Regions from separate parts of the Hordeum vulgare genome. Here region 2 is linked to region 1. The links are chromatin contacts, called in public Hi-C maps. All regions are on one chromosome and are shown on one strand. The core of a region is the stretch at or near the end of the contact, and the rest is flanking DNA. Distances in the headings are between cores, read along the strand shown.

Region 1 (6,111 bases), core at 2,084-4,583:
AACTAAAGCAATATAACTTCTAATCAGGGGGCTAAAAATACTTCTCAATCGACATGAGCATATTCCCTCTCTACTCTACGTGTAGCACCCAACATGTTGTGTGTATGTTCTCCCTCTGTTAACTTTTGCTCTGCATATTAATTTTATTGTAAAGTTCTGTTAAATTTGTATTAAAAATGTCAACATCTACAATACCAAATAATTACAATATGAAAAGTTTACTACATGGTTGATCTAATGACATTAGTTTGGCATTGTGAATGACTGGACTCCCTCTATCTCATACTAATATAAAAGCGTTTTCGACACCATACTATTATAAAAATGTTATTATATTATGAAACAGTAGGAGTATTTTCTTACACTGTCAAGACAAATGATGCATTGGTCAGAAGTTTTTTCCATAATTAAAATATGACTTAAGACAACCTACTGTGCAAAGTAAAACACCCGAGGGAGTACCATGTACTTACTCGAGTGAAAATTGTCTAATGACTGGTCAAACTATACACACATATAAACAAGGAAATGTCTTTAAATCAACCGACTGACCCCACGATTCGTAAGCCTCCTTCAGCAATTGCCACACGTCCCTTGACCGAGCCTACGCGCCGCTTATCCATCTGCCTTATCCACGCAACAAGCGCACGACCACGCATTTTCTTCCTTGCCTCGCTTTTTTCTCTCATCCTACAGAATCCCTCTGTGTTCTCTCCTAGGCCCTCCTCCTTCCTCTAGCTAGATCGGGACCAAACGCCGGCGGTTGATGGTCCTCGTTGCTGCTGCTGCAAGCTTTCGGAGCTGCCACACAGCGCTCATTCCCATCTTTTTCTCTTCCCCATCTCTGCGAGTCACGCGAGAGGAGTAGAGGTGAGCTCCCGTGGCAGCTTCGAGGCGGTCAGTCGTCGTTACTGCCGGCGATGCGCCGCGACGCTCGACAATGACCATCTGCGCTGCGACGCAGCAACCTGCTGATGCTGCAAGTCATCGGCGGCAGAGCTGCATTGGAGCGCTCTCCGGGCCATTGGAGCTCCGCCGCGGCTGCGGTGCAGTGTCACCTGAGCTGCAGTGAAGCACGCCGGAGGGTGAGCCGCCAGAGTTGCACTGAAGCACGTCGGAGTTGCACCGCAGCACGCTGGAGGGTCGTCGAAACTTCGTCGGGGTTACAATGAAGCCGCCGGAGCTGCAGTGAAGCACGCTGGATGGTCGTCGAAACTTCGTCGAGGTCGCAATGTAGCGTCGGCGGGGTTGCAATGGAACGTCGACGACGCTGTCGATGCTGCCATGGAAGTGGTTTTGCTGATGCTAGCGTGAAAGCTACTGCATTGGGGTATAGAGAAGGAATATGCGTTGTGCTACGATCGAACGACCGCCTCCTTAAAATCGAACGGCTCACCAGACGGATGATTTTCTCAAAAAAATCATTCGACTAATTAATAACAGCTCCCTATAAACAATCAATGGAACCACCGAGCCAACTCCTCAACTCCACATGTCTGTCTCTCTCTCTCAACAAAGAAAAACTAGTTATGAGTTCTGCGTACGTCAGCTGGCTTCCCACAATACGTACAGTACTTACCCAAATGACAAATATCTAACGACCGGTTAAATTATTCACACGTACGTACAGGTGCCCCTAGTAGTTTAGTCATCTAAAATAGTCAAGCTAGTTTTGACACCGAGGCGGCCAATGAGTAGCTCACAGATGGCTCCGGGCCAGCCACAAGCTCTGCATTTTTCCCTCGGCTGCCAATGATCAACGACACCTCGAATGCTATCAAATGAAGAATTGCACGGTAGCAGCCAGCCCACCGGCTAGCTATCAACCTCGTCACGGTAGCAGGCCTGATCGTGACTAGCTAAAGCAGATCCGGTCAATAGTTAACAATCCCGGAAGATAGCATCAGCAGCACGCGCGGATGCTTCGTTAATCGCGTTCCTGGCGCTGCTTCCGTCGTGGGTTAACCGGCTAATCACCGTGTCGTTGGCGCTTGTAGTTGAACGGGATGTTATCGGTATGGGGTTGGTTTTTGCCGCCTGTGCCCAGATGATGACTCGACGCATGGACTAGAGCTAGCCGCTGCTTCTTGCTGGGGTGCTGTTGCTACTTGCTAGCCCACCCGAAGCCTGGCCTCCTGCCGCGTGCCGGATATAATCTACTGCACTGGTGAATAGTTTGTGTACAGATCCGACGGGTGACGCGTCGACGTTTCGTGCGTACTATGATGACCCGGTTTAATCTGCTAGGCGCGGCATGCAAAACGTCGCGCTGTTTCTGTGGATATCTACGATCAATCAAACGACGAGCTTGATCTCGAGTTGTTAATGGAAGGAAAACAGCTAGCCTGTGATCCGTCTACTGGCAGAAAATTCTATCAGATTTAAAGGTTTGAGCGTATTGCAAAAAGAAAATAAAAATGATGTGGTAACTTTTTTTTGCAACAGAAGTCTCGTTATAATTTAATATTTTTTATAACGAAGGTCTTGTTGAATTTTTTTTATAACACGGGTCTGTTATAATTTTCTTCTACAACAAAGACCTTGTTGTAGAAACTCATGTAGGAGACAACGAGCAGTGACCACGCTGATCGAAAGAAAGGCCAGTCCTCCCTCGGGGTGACGGCTAACGCAGCTCCCTGCGGCAAACATGGACGTCGGTGCTCCCTCGAGACAATGGGACGCAGCTTGAGTTCAGGCCCACAACAACGGCTGACCTTCATGATGAAGGTGGGCGGCAGCGACGACCGCACACCGACGCGGCGTGATGTCGTCGGCAAGCGTCGGCAACGACGGCGGTCGAAGCAACGTGAGAAGAGCTAGGGAGCAGCATGAGTGGTGGTTACTATATATCATGGGGATATAAATCCCGCAATGCATCCGTTTTATTACGGAGAAGAAGTTTACAACAATTACTTAGACGCAAAAACTAGTCTAGGTAATATGTTGCTTCTAACCATCCGATTGAAATGTGATCCAACGGTAATACGTTGCTTCTAACCATCCGATTGAAATGTGATCCAACGGTTACAAAGACGACCGACGCAGGATGGTTATCTGTCGGCTGATCCCAATGATTTCCTTCTCTTTATTATTATTATGCAGCAGCATTCTCAAGTTCTTGAGGAGTGGTAACTTGGGTGTTTGCATCAGCCAAGTTTGTTATTGCTTTTTAATAGTAGTAGCAAACAATCCATGATAAGATTTGTTAATAATGGAGGAAGAGGTCGTTAAGCAGCAGCCCATGTCACTTGCGTCCCCACGCACGTCAGAGCAACATGCCTCTGCCTTTTCCTCGGGTGGACAGCTTCTCCGGCCAGCGAGCGAGACCTGTGTATATATAAACCACCGCCTACCACGGAGCCAACCAACACCAACAGGGCGACCAAAGCTCAATCAGCTCCGACTACCCAGCTACTGCCTGTCCGCCCGCTCTCAATTGCTCCATACTCTACACTAACATGGCGAGGGTTCACCCCAACATGGCGCCCGCGCCGGGCGCCGTCGACAAGGCGCCGGCCAACCCCGCCTCCGCAGCGGAGGGGCCGACGACGCTGACGGTGTGGCGCAAGTCGCTGCTCTTCGACTGCAAGGGGTTCACGGTGTTCGACGCCGTGGGCGACCTGGCCTACCGCGTCGACAGCTACGCCTCCGAGACCGGCGACGAGGTCGTCCTCATGGACGCGGCCGGCCGCCCCGCCTTCACCGTCCGCCGCAAGCGCTTCAGCCTGCAGGGCGAGCAGTGGCTGGTGTTCGCCGGCGAGGAGACGCGGCGGCCCGTGTACGCCGTCCGGCGGAGCGGCCGCGGCAAGACGATGGCGTACGTGACGGCGTGCGCGGGCGCGGGCGCCGGGCCGTCGTACGAGGTGGAGGGGTCCTACGCGCGGCGGAGCTGCGTGGTGTACGACGGCGAGCGGCGCGCGGTGGCGGAGATCATGCCCAAGGCGGTGGTCGGGACGGACGTGTTCCGCCTGGTGGTGCAGCCCGGCGTGGGCGTGTCGCTGGCCATGGCCGTGGTGGTGGCGCTCGAGCAGATGTTCTCCAGGCCGTCGCTCCTCAGGAGCTGGTCCACGTAGATTCTAGTTATAGTGAATTATAATTTGTTTGTTCATCGGAGTACGTCTCAATTTAGTCAAGCTTATAGCTTTTTTTTTCCCCTTGCAATCGATCAGTTTGGGGTTGGAATTGAGGCCGTGAGAGTCGATGGATCTGTGTGCGGGCATGAGAGCAAGCCCATCTGCTCGATGATGCCCCCCAAATCAATCGCATATACGTACTGCTAGTATATGGCCAATCGATGTCTTTTTTGGCCTGTCGTTGTGTATATATTCTTTCAAGAGAGTGAAATAAATATAAACAGTTCTTTTGCACATACGGTCCTCAGCTTCCGAATCTCAAGATAACATCTTGTCTTGTGCAGAGCGCTATCTTGATCTCTCTCATACGTACATACCACGATCATGTTACGTGGCTTGAGAATTTCTGGCATGTTTGATTCTCGAGCGAGATCGCCAGAGAGATCTAGACAGGGACACCGTCTCTAGTCTTATCTTTCTTCCACTTTCCCTGCTCCGTGGAAACATGGAATCATATTTTCGGAAACATTTCCGGCTGCGTTTCCATGTGGTGTGGACTGGCACTGCCAGGACCGCGACCCGTCCTCATCTTGGGACAAGAGGAAAGAAGAGAAGAGACGTGCACACCTGGGGTCTGAAATTCGGTTGGGTAACGGCGCGTCAGTCCAGCTGGGGGCTGTGGATGATACGTGTGCGATCGGCTGTGAATTAATGCAAGCTATCGATCTGCGCCGTGCAAAACTTGCTGTGGTTTTCTTGTGTTGTTTGTGTGTTTGCCTCTGGCTGGCTCACTGAATTTTTTGCCCGTGAGTCATGTGCTGGGAGTGGTCTGTCCTTCTCCTGTGACTGACTCTGAGGTTCGGGTTCGGCACTAGTCGCTGTTTCTTCACGAAGCAAACACATAAATACTCAGGAGCAGCTATGGCCTATAGACGTAGATCTTTTTGGCTTTGTAGCGCTTATTGAGGGCTTAAGGCTGCTCATACCGAAGAGTAACATATAGTAGTATCATGCATATGTTACTATTATATGTTACTACCTTCATAGTGCATAGTAACATAAACTAGTATCATAGGTGATCTCATTTATTGACATGCATGACACATAATAGCATAGCATTTAACATGTTATGGTATCTACCTATGTTACTCTAAGACTGACCATAGTGGGGGTATCATAGCTAGTAACATAGTCTTGGGACTAGCAAACATGGTGATGTGGCAAGTAATTAAAGAAGAGAGAGAGGATTAAAGTAACATAGGTAGATAACGTAACATGTTAAATGCTATACTACTATGTGTCATGCATGTCAATAAATAAGATCACATATGATACTAGTTTATGATATTATACACTATAAAGATAGTATCATACAATAGTAACATATGCATGATACTACTATATGTTACTCTCCACTGTGAGCAGCCTAATCATATTTCTTTTCTTTAATTACTTGCCAAATCACCATGTTTGCTAGTCCCAAGACTATGTTACTAGCTATAATACCCCCACTATGGCCAGCCTAAGCGAGTAATCATCCCAAATGCCTCACGCCCCTCCGCCCAAGTGGACGGTGCACTTGGCAGAGCAACTGCTTAACGTCAAAGTTCAGTGTCCCTGAGGCGCAGCGTGTTTTCCGTAAGTGTATGGGTTGATCCCGGTCGACTGAAATGTAACCAAATCTAATTTAGGTGCTATAAATGTGTAAAAAGAAAAAACAATATCAAAAGGGAATTTTGCACGGTCTATTTTATATCGCCCTCCCCCTCCGACCCAAACAAGTTAATTTGGTCCGTGGCAAAGTTTGTTTACCCTCATAATTATTGGTTAATTTTTTGAATTCCATGTGTTAAGTGTTGTCCACTTAAATGACTCTGATTGAATGGAATGGTGATGGAAGGGCATCACAACAACTAACTTCATGTTTTAGCCCCCCACCCCCACCCACACACACGACACGATACAATCATGTTAATTTAGTTCGTGCAAGGGTTTGTTTCCAATGTAAATTGTTGGTTCAATTTTAAAATTCCATGTG
Region 2 (6,111 bases), core at 2,219-4,718, 460 kb before region 1:
TGGCTTCAATATCACCAGTGTGACCAACCATGTCACCATTTGGCAGGTTAATACGCACCTACAAGCATATAATATGTTACCTGTTAAGCAAATTTATGGGGGCATATCAAGGTTGTCGCCCATTACATCTTTCCAAACTCCTTTTACCTGGTCAAACTTCCCACTGAGGATAGCATCCCGAGTTCTCTCAGCAATTTCAAGTGCCTTCATTTTGGGCTGCTCATTGAATGTGATACCACTGTCACTGGGAATTTCTACGTACTCTTCCTTGGTCTCGTCAAAGTATCCCGAACGGTTTCCATTCCAGAAAAATGTGACATGGCCAAACTTAACTGTCTCACTGTTATGAACAAATAAAATAGTCATAAATAAAAATGTGCATAACCATAGGATCAATGTCCTAAGCACAGAACGAACTTTAGCTCAAAGCAATTGAAATAACAGTTTGCAAACATAATAATTCCCTCACAATTACCAGAATAGGGGCATCACCAGGTCAATAAAAGCTCAAATGACCTTTCAGAAAAAATACTCAAATGTAGATAATTTCAATTGCCGCCACTGTAATTAAGCTTTGGCCCCAAACAACTATACTAATAGGTTCAAGAAAGTACAATAAATCAAAGAAATCACTTAATCTATTTTGGTGATTGAGATATGATTGGCAACAAGTGTAAAGCTTTGGGCAGGCAGATATAATAAGCATCTGACTTGTGTATTCACATTTTACCCAGTACTTGACCCACATTTGTTTTCAATGGTAGTAAGCTAACGTGACTTCAGTAATGTTCCATGTGATCAAGCACCAGAGTAATGACTAACTAATAACCAGGTACTATAGTACAGAGGTGAAGATGAAGAACCAAGTGCCTTAGCATTGGAACAAATAGAATGGAAAACTAGGTACTTGCCTGCAAGCGAAGGTGCGGACACCATTCTTCACCAAGTATTCACCGGATGTCCTCTCAATCAAAGGTGGGGAAACAAGGTACTTGCTTGGAAGCTTCAACTCACCATCATATTGAAGCATCCCAGCGTACTTAATTTTTGGTACACGAACACGGTCAAATTTATCGAAATCAGGAAACTCAAGTGCTTTCGCAAGCATAACCATTCGATCAGCTCTGAAATTGAAAGTCACAACTGCATCACCGTCCACTATAGGACCAACCGATTTGCCACTCTCATCAACAATCACAAAGGGGGGCAAATACTGATCATTGGCCTTGGGCTCTGCTCTTAGAGTCTTCACAGCTTCAAGTGCATTTTGGAATTTGTATGGTGCTTCTCCAAGTACCTGGGCATCCCAACCACGCTTGACCACACTCCAGTCATTCTGCAACGAATCAAAGTACATGACTAAAGTTTCACCAAGAAAATGTGTATTTTTCCAACTAAGAGATAACAAAAAATTGCACCTAACATAGGTAAACAATAAAATGAGAGTATACCTCATAGCGGTCCATGGTAACATACATCCTTCCACCACCAGATGCAATCCGTGCATCAACACCCTGCTCACGAAGCTGAGCAAGATCTTTCTCAATTGTCTCTACGAAACCAACACTGCTGCCATCCAAAACATCACGTCCATCAGTAAGAATATGAAGGCGGATTCTTTTTGCTCCCCTCTCACTGGCACCTTTCACAATCAACTGAAAATAAAGTGAAACAAAACGGAGCAATTTAATATTTGACAAATCCTCACAAGACAACATGGTCTGGCATGCATCACAATTAGCAAGGTAAATCAAAGATAGCTTAGCTAACCTGCACTTGGTCTAGCCGGGAGTGGACGCCTCCATCACTCAACAAACCAATAAGGTGCAGAGTACCCTTATCGAAAGATTCCTTGATGTAATTGAACCCCTCGTCTTCCCAAATCTTCCCGGAAGCAAGAGCAGCATCAACAAGCTTCGCGCTACAGAAATTAAGTATACTTAATTAGCTTTGTTGAAAACAATCTGACAGGGCTAATTGTTATCGCATACAAAAGTGAAAATGTGAAAGAATCATGCAATTGAAACAGAATAATGCAACATAATTGATAAAATCTAGCACATGGTTAGGCAAACGACTCAAACAATTCATCATCAAACTATGCAAAATAACCAAAGGAAAAACTAATTAGCATCCATAAGACATGCTTCCTAGCAGAGTTACTAAAATAGTTGATGAAGATGGAAAATTATCAAGATTCCAGTTGAAGTCAGGTTCAACTTTTTCACCACTGCATCGGAACGTATGACAAAAAGTAGCACTACTCGGTACTAACAGCAGAGAATACATATTTCAAAGGGGGGAAAACAGTCATACCCTTGAGCAAAGATTCGGCCAGCTCCAAGAGCATTGTGGCCAACTTCACTGTTGCCCATGTCGTCGTCACTTGGGAGACCAACGGCAGTTCCATGAGCCTTCACTAGTCTCCACTTCTCAGGAGCACCCTTTTGTTTTAGCCAAAAATAAAACAGGGTTAAGCATAGTAATTGCTCATCTCAAACAAAGTTGCATAGTAAAAAATTAGCATGCAAAAGTATTGTCGGAACAACATCCGAACAAGTTGAGGTTGGACACAACATATTATGAATTAGTAATGTAAACCAGATATGAAACATTGTAGTGGGACTCTGACAATTACATGAGTGTGCACTAGCTACGAACGCACAATATTGACTCTATTTTATATAGTAATAATGAAGGGTCCAACATTTACACCAGATTCATCATCACACTCAAATCAGAGCAACAACTACAATCAGGACGCTTAATCTACAGCAGCAGTCGCATTAAACAGACGAAGGTAAATGGCAGGTGCCAAGGTAACCTACATTCTTGAGCGAATCCATGACGGGCGTCTGTGCGACATGGATGCAGTTGTACTGGTCAGGGCTGGCCTCGCCCCATCCGTCGAGCACGACGACGGCCACCGTCTTCCCCTTGGGGAGCGTGGGGTGGTCGGGGAGCGTCCAGTCGGAGGTCGCCATCGCCTACAAAATCATGCAAAAAAAAAAAAAAACATGTCAGGTGCACGAATCCACACAGATCTGCGCCACAGAGCGGCGAGCAGAATACGGCATCATCAACCCGCGCTAAATCACCAGATCGGGACGCGTATCCCGATCGAAATCCGTTCCATTAGCAGGATTAAAAGCGCCAGGAGCACGAATTAAAGCGTAACGACCCCGCTATGACCAATCAAACGACAAACACTGTATTTCCCTTCGTCTGAAATTCAGATTTGGTGAACAGTGTCTGGGCGGCCAGATCCGGCGATTGATCGGGGGAAAACGGACAGCAAATTCCGGCGAGCTTACGGACGGGGGCGATTGAGATTGAGATCAGAGAGGAGATTGCTCTCACCTTTGCTTTTTTTTCCTTCGTGTGGTTTGCGGAACAAGAAGAACTTTTGGCAGAGCGGAGTGGCGGAGGATAATAGGCGAAGGCGAGGCCGCCGCGGTGTTAATAAAGGGAAGGGATGGATGGGCCACGGGGACCTGGGATGCGAATAATTTTAGGGTGCTGGGCAAGGAGATCGTTGGACGGCCCGATCGGCTCTGGGGGCGTCGGGCCGGGCCATCGGACGGCTGGACCAATGTTACCGGTGTCTTCGCCTGTTTTTTTTTTTTATATTTTTTTTTGAGTTGCCTTCGCCTGATTTGGTAGATGGGATCCGCCAGTTTTATATCCCGGCCCCTGGTATTGGACGGTCCTGATGGGGCCGCCTGTCGCGGGGACATGTGGCTGTCACGCCGTCACGAGTCCTCTTTCCTCTTTTGAAAACTTGGGCGTGACGGCGTGCGTGAGCGAGAGGCCGTTTGTTGTTGGATATTCCTTTCGGATGCCGTTTCCAAAATCGAATTCCCATGCTGTTTTTAATTGAATGTTTTATTAAATTTCGTATTGTTTCTCCAGCAAGGGGGAAAGGAGAACTGGGTTCTTTCTTGCTAGTCGCCGACCACCTGTCCGATCCGAGCCCTCGAATAGACCGCCCGGTTGAGCTACGTGCAACGGTGCAAGCTTTCTATGTTTTTTTCTTTTTGAGGGGTTGCAAGCTTTCTACGTCATTCGGCGTGGAAAACAACGTGTTGTATGGAACAAGTTTTGGAACCCATGAAGCTGAACGACAAGCTACTAGGTGCGGGCGCGGGACGGAAAGGAGCGTGGCTGGCCGTGGGTGGCCGAATTTAGGTCCTGGTAGTGGTCGGGGTTGGCCGGCCGCCGGGGGGGGGTCAAGAAAGAGGACTCACGTCGCTCTCGCGCGCATGGGTTGGTTGGTCGCTGCGCAGCGCACCAAAACAGTCGGTCGCTCTTGCGGCCCCGGCGTCCTGGGGGCAGGAAAACCCAGCGACGACCCGTCGATTTGCCCAAAGGCTGGACTCCCTCGCTTTCCCACGTCACGTGTAGGTCTTGTGCCCCTATGCGTTTCCGTAAACAGGGACCGCAAAACGGACCGTTTGTGCTATAATAATCGTCGATACGGTGAACGGAAAACTTTTTTCGTCCCGAACAGATCATGCAAAATCAGTCGCCCGATAAACCTTTGTACGGAATGATGAAAAGTTCACGTCGATTTTCCATTCCGTCGTGTCTACCGGTTCCCTCACTCTTTTTTGTCGGTCCTCCTATCTCTTCCGCGTCTTGGCATCAAGAAATTTCCGGCCCGCGCGTCCTTTTGCGCCGGCGCATCTTCCCATCGTCTCTAGCTGCCCCCTGACCGTCTCGCGCCGTCCGGTAGCTCCGCTGCCGCCCGTCGCACCTTCTTTACCAATTTTGGAGGTCAGGTGACCATTTCTCTCCTCGGGTAAGCATCCGACGCAATGGATCCGCCCTCGAGCTTGTCACGCGGCCTTGTAGCTGGCGGATCCGGTTGGTTCCGATGCCGGTGAGCCTCAGAATCGCCCAAGGGACAGCCAAGCGAGTCGGCCACGTGGATTTGGGGTCGTGGTAAAGAAGGGTTTTGGCCGATATGTTTCGGCCGGCATCGGAGAACAAAAGGGCGGCTCGCTTGATTTCTGTCGGCGAAATTGCCTGAGGGAAAGGTAAGTTCAATGCCCAGCGATTTGTTAATTCAATTTTGACAAACAAGATTTACGAAAAAATCATAGGCATATTTCTTTTAGGTGGATGCTTGGAGTACCTCCTCCTCGTCGTCGTCGGATGATTCCAACATAGAGCAGATGATTTTGGACGACGATGGCGACAACCTAATGTTATTGCATCTCGTCGACAAATTTGAAAAGGGGCCGAAGAGAAAGCGCCGTGGATCCATGGGTGGCCGGCAATGCATTCCGAGCAACTCAGCTCTCGACAACAAGATGCTCATGACGGACTACTTCGCCGATGTATCGACATATCCGAGTCACCTTTTCGTAAGCGATATTGAATGTGTAGGCCTTTTTTATTTGCGGTGTTGAAGCTTGCGAGCAAAATTTCCTTTATTCACTCACCCGAGGAATGTCGCTCGTTTGCTTGGGTTTAGTGCATATCAAAAAATATTGACGATAATGAAAATGCTTGCATATGTGTTCATGCCGACTATATCAATGAATATCTTCGCATCATGGAAGATACCAGCATCAAAATGTGTGCCGGTGTTTGCAGAGACAATGATCCAGATTTTTGGCCCAAATTATTTTCAAGCTCCATATGAGGAGGACACAAAGAAGTTGATGGTGATGAACAAAGAGAGGGGATGGCTAGGCATATTTGGGAATATTGATTGCATGAATTGGAGGTGAAAGAACTATCCAGTGACTTTGGTGGGGCAATGGAGTGACCACAAACGTAAACCTACCATTGTGGTTGAAGTCGTGGCTTCACACGATTTATGAATTTGGCATTACTTCTTCGGTTTGTCGATGCCTCTCAATGATATCAATGTCTTGCACTGATCTCATCCTTTTGCTCAGCGAGCTAGTGGAAAAGCTCCGGCTTGCAACTGTACCGATAGTAGCCATGACTATACCATGGGGAACTATCCTCTCAACAATATCCTCCATGGTCAACATTTGCGAATACCATTAGTGACCTCAAAACCAAGAAGCACATTTTTCCCAAGCACAAGAAGCATTCCACACGGATATTGTCAGGATTTTTAGTGTGTTGCAAACT

Evidence for each region. Hi-C and Micro-C count contacts between places; a contact is called where the count stands out from the background.
Region 2: a Hi-C map of seedling shows a contact between it and region 1, with 2.7 times the contacts expected there. The contact joins the promoter of LOC123444704 here to the promoter of LOC123440416 in region 1. A contact is called at or near these places in 2 of 6 Hi-C or Micro-C datasets (leaf and seedling) and 1 of 1 datasets of contacts at active chromatin or transcription factors (embryo).

Annotation. Positions count from the first base shown.
Region 1 is chr3H:526,918,975-526,925,085 of MorexV3_pseudomolecules_assembly, reverse strand. It overlaps LOC123440416 (protein LURP-one-related 8-like), which reads left to right and starts at 3,333. Exons shown (of 1, transcript XM_045116984.1): 1 at 3,333-4,371. The coding sequence starts at 3,459. The coding sequence ends at 4,073.
Region 2 is chr3H:527,383,307-527,389,417 of MorexV3_pseudomolecules_assembly, reverse strand. LOC123444704 (2,3-bisphosphoglycerate-independent phosphoglycerate mutase) reads right to left here and starts at 3,468. Exons shown (of 10, transcript XM_045121515.1): 1 at 3,361-3,468; 2 at 2,829-2,987; 3 at 2,317-2,444; 4 at 1,771-1,921; 5 at 1,452-1,655; 6 at 912-1,336; 7 at 148-340; 8 at 1-58. The coding sequence starts at 2,984.